Regions from separate parts of the Mus musculus genome. Here region 1 is linked to region 2. Evidence: chromatin contacts called from public Hi-C data. All regions are on one chromosome and are shown on one strand. Each heading gives the region's core, a stretch centred on a gene start, on an enhancer-like site or on the middle of the called end of the contact. The rest is flanking DNA. Distances are from core to core; before and after follow the strand shown. Region 1 holds the start of Snx19 (sorting nexin 19). Region 2 has its middle 310 kb from the start of Gm15521.

Region 1 (3,989 bases), core at 404-2,903, 480 kb after region 2:
GGATACAGTGAAAGGATGTTCACCCTGGCAACATGAATTAGTGCTTTGTAACTCCAGAGATCACCTTGCCTGCCTAGAAACACTTTGATCCTAAACTATATTGTTGGCCTTTGAGGCTGTTAGTTGTCAACCACATCCAATTGTAGATGATGGTTTCCTTTGTATTCAAATAAAGTTATTACCTTGACACCAGCAGTGGAGACAGAAAAGGAAGCTGTAAGATCTCTCTGGTACAGGGTTGTTTTATTTTGCTTGGTTTTTTTTTTTTTTTTTTGCGGGTTGGGGGTTGTTTTGTTTTAGTTTTTGCTTTTTGTTGCTTTGTTTTGTTGTTGTTGTTGTTGGGTTGTTTTGTTTTATTTGGTGAATTTGCCTAAATCCTTCAAGGCTACAGCAGAGGACAGACTGGTAAAGAGCGATGGCATTCATCTGTGTCCAAATGGAAAGGAGAGCCACACTGCAGAGTCCAGAAGGACCAAGGTGGAGGCTTCACACAAAGAAGACATCAATGCTTCTACACATAGCCAGTGCCACTTTCAGATACTGACTTTCTTTGTAGGTCACTCTTTTTGAGTTGACAACTGGCAGATGTGTTCAAAGCAGAACACAGACAGGGGCAAATGTGTTAGAGGGTAAACTAAAAACAAGACGTCTCTTCCTCTGCCTTGCATGCCTATGCACATGGGAAGAAAAGGAAGCCGACAGGCAGAAAAGTCTTCAAGATTCAGCACGAAGGCTATCTTCTTAATGGGTTCCCTTTAACCATTGCGATTCACTAAAATCATTCCAGAACGTACTTAAGATTTTGCAATTCACTATATCTTATAGGGACTCGCTTTACTGAAAGCTGATTTACGTCAAATAAACTCATTCCCCCAATTAGCTTCAAGGGCTACAAGGACCCACTCTTCAAGCCAGTGACTAAACATAGGAAATACTCTCTAGAAACCTGCCCCACATCTTAATACTTACCTTTGACTACTCCGGAAAACAAAAGAGGTGGACTGTGAATTGAGTAGAGTTGGGAGGGGGGTCGGGGGGGGGGGTGGAGTGGGGGTAGAGGTGGGGCGTTCTGGAAGAAGCAAGGAGAATTTTTAAAATCCCTCATCAATCTAGCTCCCAACAGTACGTCTCCAAGGGAATTAAAACAAAGCTCATTACGGAAAGTTTCCCTAAACCTCTAGAGATATTTACAAACAGCACTTTAAAGAGCCTGGGCGAGTATCCGTTTTGGCCCAGGTGAGCACGGGCTCTGGGTTCTCAGCTTAGCAGAGCGGTGTGTACGCCCACCGTCACCACCGCTCCTCACCACCAGGGGGCGTCCGTGGCTCCGATCCACCAGGCCGCTCTCCCAGCGTACCCCGCTCCCGCAGGCCGCGACCCGGAAGCTGTCGCCGGCTGCTAGCCGGCCCGCTGCTCTGTCCACTTTGGAGTTGCGGAGTGTAGTGGCCTGGGCGGCCGGAGCTTGTTGTGGCTGCTGGCCGCGGCGGTCGGAAGGATCCCCACCCCCCCAAGAGTTCGTTCCCAGGGGCGCAGTCTGAGCACGGGTCCCCCAGCGACGTGTGACCCGATCTGCCGGCTGCTGCTTCGGAGTTCGTAAGTGTCCGTGGGCCGCGCGGGGCTGCGAAGAGACTCTCCGCCTGGGCCATGATGGAGGCCGGCAAAGTTTTCCTCATCTCGGCTGGAACAGGCTAGTTGATGGGCCCTGTCGACAGAAGCGAGCGGGAGAAGCAGAGCTTTTTCTGTCGCTCTGCAGTGCCAGTAGTATCGAAGGTCCAGAGTTCACTCAGTAGCAGCTGGACTTGTTCTCTTCGGTGACAGTTCATGCTCCCACTCCTGACACCAAAATAAAATCGGAGGCTGTCATCTGTGGAAACATACCTGTCCTTTCAACCATGAAGGCACAAACAGTGTCCCCTACCCAGGGGACTATCTCCGAGTCCAGTTATGTCCACAGCAATCTATGGAGTAGCCGGAAGCTAATGATCGTGGGGGTCTTGGTGGGCTGGCTACTGGTCATCCACCTTCTGGTCAACATGTGGCTTCTGATCCTTCTATGTGCATCGCTGGTAGCGCTGGGAGGATGGCTGGGCTCCACTGCCATCCTAGGGGCTTCAGGTCAATTGCACCTGGAACGATTCATTACCATCACCACCTGTCCTCCATGTCCCGAGGCAGAAAGGCAGCTGGAACAGGAGATTAACCGCACTATCCAGATGATTATCCGAGACTTCGTGTTATCCTGGTATCGTTCTGTGAGCCATGAGCCGGCCTTCGAGGCAGAGATGGAGGCAGCCATGAAAGGGTTGGTTCAGGAGCTTCGAAGGCGGATGAGCATAGTGGACAGCCATGCTCTTACCCAGAGGGTTCTGACTCTCTGTGGTTGTCACCTGCAGAGCTATATTCAGGCAAAGGAGGCTACTGCAAAGGAGCAGAGCTGTCCAGTTCAGCCCTCCCAGCTGTGGGATGCTTACTGCCAGGTTACAGCTCCCCATCCTGCCATGAGCTGTCCCACCACGGAGGTCACTTATGCACGTGGCATTGTGAACTTGATACTAAAAGAGTTAGTGCCCAAGCCCCACCTGGAGACGAGGACTGGACGCCACGTTGTGGTTGAAGTTATTACTTGCAATGTCATCTTACCACTGATCAGCAAGCTATCAGATCCTGACTGGATCCACCTTATTCTTGTGAGTATCTTTTCCAAGTACAGACATGATGCAGCACAGGGAACTAAACCCCCCTGCTCATCCAGTGTCCTAGAGCAGCCCTCGGTGCCCACATCTCTGCCATTGATTGTTGAAGTAGAGAGTCTGCCAGTAGGAAAAGCATCTTCTCCAGCAACAGCCCCAGTACACTTGACCTCCAGTGAGCCAGCCCCTTCCCCAGAGATTGAAGAAGGCCATGAAGCTGTAGAGGGAGATTTGCCTGGGATGCTCGAAGAAAAAAAAGTAGGAAATAGCTCATCCCATTTTCTACAGCCAGATATCCGAGGCCCCTTGTTCTTATGTGAAGACTCAGAACTGGAGTCACCACTGTCTGAACTGAGCAAAGAAACCATCCTGCTAATGACCCCAGGCAACTTCCTTTCTGACAGGATTCAAGATGCTCTGTGTGCCCTAGACGACTCCGGGGCTCTGGAGCCTAAGGATGGCGAGGGATCTGAATGTATGGAAGGAGCAGAGGCCGAGGAGGCCCCAGGGACAGACACAGAGACAGGCATGCTGGTCTCCGTGCTTAATTGCCCAGAGATCCAGATTGACACAGCAGACAAGGAGGTGGAGCAAGGAGATGACACCTCTCTTACAGCTTTGCTGGAGGAACCAGAAAAACCCTGCCCCCTACGGCCCTCATGTTTAGACAAAGATCTCGCCAGTGGTGTGTGCTCCCTTGAACCTGCTATGCCCCCAGTGCCTCTTTCCTCCTCTCCACCTGGTCCTCTCAGCTCAGCCACCTTCAGCTTCGAGTCCCTGAGCAGTCCAGACGGCCCGGTTGTCATCCAGAACCTTCGAATCACTGGCACCATCACTGCCCGAGAGCACAGTGGGACTGGATTCCACCCATACACACTGTACACTGTGAAGGTAACAGGATGATGGCTGTGCTTTCTCACTTTGGGGATGGGGTTTAGAAAGCAGAGTCTGTAAACAGATTGTTGCAAGGGCAGATAAGAGCATCCCGTGTTGATTAAATAAATTAAATAAAGTGGTGTATAGCTCGTTTGGAAGCCAGGATCAGCTCTTATGGTAGACCCACACAAACAGCACCAGAAACTCAGTGTCAGAAGACTGGGTGCGGGGGTGGGGGGTGGGGTGGGGGTGGAGGTTGGGGGAGGGGGTTCAACGTTTTCATTGGTTCTCAAACCTGCTTCGACCTCAGAATCACTCTGACTGCTTTGTAAATACACGGACTCTGACAGACGTATTCTGGATAAGAATTTCTAAGAATGCATCCCAAAATTCTACATTTTTAAAAAAAAAACCGACTTACTT
Region 2 (3,878 bases), core at 1,050-3,549:
TAGAGCTGGAAAGTGGGGAAGGGCAGGGAGAAATGTTCCAGCACTGATGGACCCTTGCCTTCCTACAGCCATGGTGGCTCCATCCAACTAGTCTCTATCCAGGCTCAGCTAAAACTCAGTCGTGCTCCCCGGAGTGTACCAAGTTCTCCAAGAGTTACCATCTATGATTCCAATTTGAGGAGCGAAGATACCTGTGAATTGATGGATTAGGTGGTCTCAGAATTTCAAGAAGATCCCAGAAGATTCACTGATGACTGTCTCTATAGCCGCAGCCTTCAAGAAGAGTGTTCCACACAGATGGAGAGTCAATCCATGCGATGCGAAGAGGCCTAGCACATCCCAGAGTCTGACTTTGGGGGAATGGTGTTAAAGGAGAGGAAGAAGGCGGTGTGGCTGCCTTAGGCCCTTCCCCTTCTGGTGGACTGTCTTTTTAAGGGGCACATGCCTTTAATCCCAGCACTCGGGAGGCAGAGGCAGGCAGATTTCTGAGTTCGTGGCCAGCCTGGTCTACAAAGTGAGTTCCAGGACAGCCAGGGCTATACAGAGAAGCCCTGTCTCAATAAATAAATAAATAAATAAATAAATAAATAAATAAATAAATAAATAAATACAGTTACAGAGAAGCCCTGTCTCAATAAATAAATAAATAAATAAATAAATAAATAAATAAATAAATAATGAATAAATAAACAGTTAAATACATTTGTGCCTCTACTTGCCCTTTCATTATTGAAGGCAAGCCCCTCATTGAATTTCAGGAAGCTTTTTGGGCTATCAAAAAGGCATAGACACACCAAGGAAAAGTTGCTTAAAATAGTAGCCCTTGTTATTTTTCCTCCAATGCTGATCTCCTGATCTCTGAGTCGTTAGCTTTCTAGGCTTCCAGGGTTGTGGAAGAATTGGGAGGAAGATCTCACAGTTGAGGGCTGGGACTTCTTTGTCATACCGCCCACACCTAGTCTCCCACATGGACGACTGTACTTTCCTCCAGTTGGAATCATCGATGGGAACTGATGGAGAATGTGTTAAATGCCCAGAATCAACCTTACCAGCTTGGAATTAATAAAGACTGTCTGATGAGGGAAAGGAACCAGATTTCAGATCCCTGCTGGCTTATCAGTGTCCTCCCCTCTTTGTGAATTACTCTGAGGGTCATATAGACTGAAGTTCACCCCACTCCTGGGATACCATACCTCAATGAATATTTGGATCCCCTTTCCTTATCCCCACAATAATCGAAAATGTCCGATGCAGGCCAGAAATGACAGATAGCTGAGGCTGTGGAAGTCCCAAATGCCTTTCTATCGAGGGGCCCAGTGGTTACACAGAGGGCCCTGGTCCTTGGGCTATTCCAGCAGCAGCAGCAGAAACAGCAGATTCGGTGCATGACAAAGCACTGTGATATGGTATGACTTTTCTATTTAATGGGATTTTCCTAAACCACTAGGAAAAGAAAAAATAAAAGAGAGACTCCATAAACAACACTACAAAGGCCTTTACTTATTAGTATTTTGGAACAGTGGCAAAACAGTTCTTGAATCTAATTATTGCTGACAAATATGAAAATTGAAATCAAAGTTAAATTCCCAGCCATGGCACCTCACATGCTCGCCTCCTTGGACTTCAGCTGCATCAACACATCTGTGTTTCCAGTGGCTTCTGGAGAAGATTGGTTATTTTTCCTTCCACTCCAATACCACATTCTTTCCTCCCCCAGGGTCTCCTCCACTCCCTCCCCTAGCTAGGACCCTATAAATTTTGAAGCATTAAATCTGACATATTCATCTCGGTGGCTGGCACTAGGTAACTAATTTTATGTTTACCTGTCAGGGATATAGAATGAGCTGAGCAGGGTGTGGGGACACTCCTCTGTGTCACTATCCTAACCGCCACCCCTAGTCAGTCCTCCCATTCTCCTCCTCCTTCTTCTTCTTCTTCTTCTTCTTCTTCTTCTTCTTCTTCTTCTTCTTCTTCTTCTTCTTCTTCTTCTTCTTCTTCTTCTTCTAGATAAAAGTCATTTGACTGATTTCAAATTCCTCGTGATATCAGGACAGGAGAAAAAAAAAAAGGACTTGTCAACACCTTTCTTTCTTTTCCCCTATTAAGCATACTGTAAAAAATCAATCCCTTTTGTCACCCCGCTCTGCTTGCGAGAATGTTTAATGGATGTCAAGGGAGCTAATGATCGCTGGTAGAAAATTCATTTTAGATTTGCTATTTATAAAGTACTCAGTACTCAGGTGGGAAATTAACATGAAGCGAGGAGTCGGGTGGTGTGGGGGAGGGCTGGCAGTACAAGGCTGGGCCCCTGCCAGGCTGCTAGTCGCTTTGCGGCACCCAAGGCATCCTGGGGACGGGGAGCACATGTGGCAGGGAGGCTGTGCCAAGGCATCCCAGGGACAGAGAGTGCATCTGTCAGGGAGGCTATGTAGGGTAGCAAAAACAGCATAGGCTTTAGAAAGACCCCAGTGGTTTGACCTTTTCTGGACAAAATTTTCACAGCAATGAAATAATTTCTACAATATGTACCTTCCAAGGTTTCGAGAAGGATTAAATAAAATATCACACATAAAACATTTACCAGCTCCTGGCACACAGTGCTAGCACATGGGTAATAACTATTCTGTTCCCCCACCCCCACCCCAATGCCGCATGTGGTTAGGAAGATACCACAGGGTGGATCAGCACCTATGTGTCCTCTGGATCTCAGTCTGGCCCTACAGGCAGTTGTGACAGTATGTGACAGTCACACACAAGGACCCTAAGCTCCACCTGTTGTCTCTGGCTTCCAGATAATCTCATCAGCCAAGGTTCTGCAAACTCCAACTGTCCTCCAGCCGCCTGAAGGTATTAACATCTCCATGCAGAGCATTAGGGAGTTCTAATACCTGCATTGCATAGACAAGAGGACTGCAGTAGCTCCCCAGACCCCCCAAGACACTGTAGTCCTGATGTTGCCTACTGGGTACCACACTTTAGGAAACCCAGAGCCACACATCCGAACTCACCCATCTCTTTCGAGCGCTGGAGAACACATCCTTCTAGAACCTCACTATTCTAAGCCCTCCTAGTCAAAGCAAGACTTCCCACCCCAACTTCAATCCAGTAGAGGCCTCGGAAGCCTGAAGCAAATCTCTGAATGCTAGTTAATTCCCTCTAAACTTTTCCATCGTTTGCTGAGGGGCCAAACGCCGAAGATAATTTTATCTGTGTTTTGCTGCCACAGAAAGCTGAGCCTCTTTTCCCGTCGTCCTTTGGGTGGCTGATTATTCAGGTGTGCAGACGGATCAACCTTTTGCTCCCAAGCTCTCGCACAGGGTGGAGCTCCAAATCAGGGCGCCCTGGTGTACCCCTCTCCCTCCTGCTGGCTTCCCCGTTTCCGGGGCTTCCCTGGGATGCTTCTCTGTTATATTTGGATTAACTGCAAATCTCCTTTGATTACTCACTCTCTGTTGAAACAGACAACCTGTTGCCACGTGTTTGATTACTGAAACCCAGGGGAGATCCTACTTGTAATGCAGCCAGTTACAGCGCACTCAGCATTACACACCGCCACTGAGCTGCTAATTCATTGTCTAAGAAGTTGCTTTTCAGTTTCTGATTTTTCAATAATAGGCTTCTCACGAAGCTCTTAAGCTTCAGAAATAAGCCCCAAACTGCTTTTCCAGTCATTTACATACGCACAAGCGGATCAGGAAGTGGGGAAGAAAGGGAATAATTTTACATGTTATCCCTGGGACTCTGGAAGCCTGGGCAGGAGAGCACATCAAGGCTGGAAGTCTGGCAAGGACAATGAGAAGTACGGAGGCTCGCAGGAGACCTGGCACCACTGGCGAATCAAACCCGGAAGTTTCTCCTGCCTCACACTCTCCACTTCC

The links. Hi-C and Micro-C count contacts between places; a contact is called where the count stands out from the background.
Region 1: a Hi-C map of cortical neurons shows a contact between it and region 2, with 2.5 times the contacts expected there. The contact joins the promoter of Snx19 here to the enhancer-like site in region 2. A contact is called at or near these places in 1 of 39 promoter capture datasets (hippocampal neurons), 1 of 484 Hi-C or Micro-C datasets (cortical neurons) and 3 of 115 datasets of contacts at active chromatin or transcription factors (embryonic limb bud and embryonic stem cells).

The regions. Positions count from the first base shown.
Region 1 is chr9:30,425,676-30,429,664 of GRCm38.p6, forward strand. Snx19 (sorting nexin 19) reads left to right here and starts at 1,654. Exons shown (of 11, transcript NM_028874.2): 1 at 1,654-3,581. The coding sequence starts at 1,893. It overlaps Gm30933 (predicted gene, 30933), which reads right to left and starts at 1,303. Exons shown (of 3, transcript NR_169179.1): 1 at 1,192-1,303.
Region 2 is chr9:29,940,067-29,943,944 of GRCm38.p6, forward strand. It overlaps a transcript of Ntm not described here. Among named protein-coding and RNA genes, the nearest start is that of Gm15521, 310 kb to the left of the region's middle. Within about 2 kb of position 2,300, at least 19 of the 459 cell types and tissues checked have an H3K27ac peak or open chromatin away from gene starts, as enhancers often do. A contact at or near this core is called in cortical neurons, where this site is marked.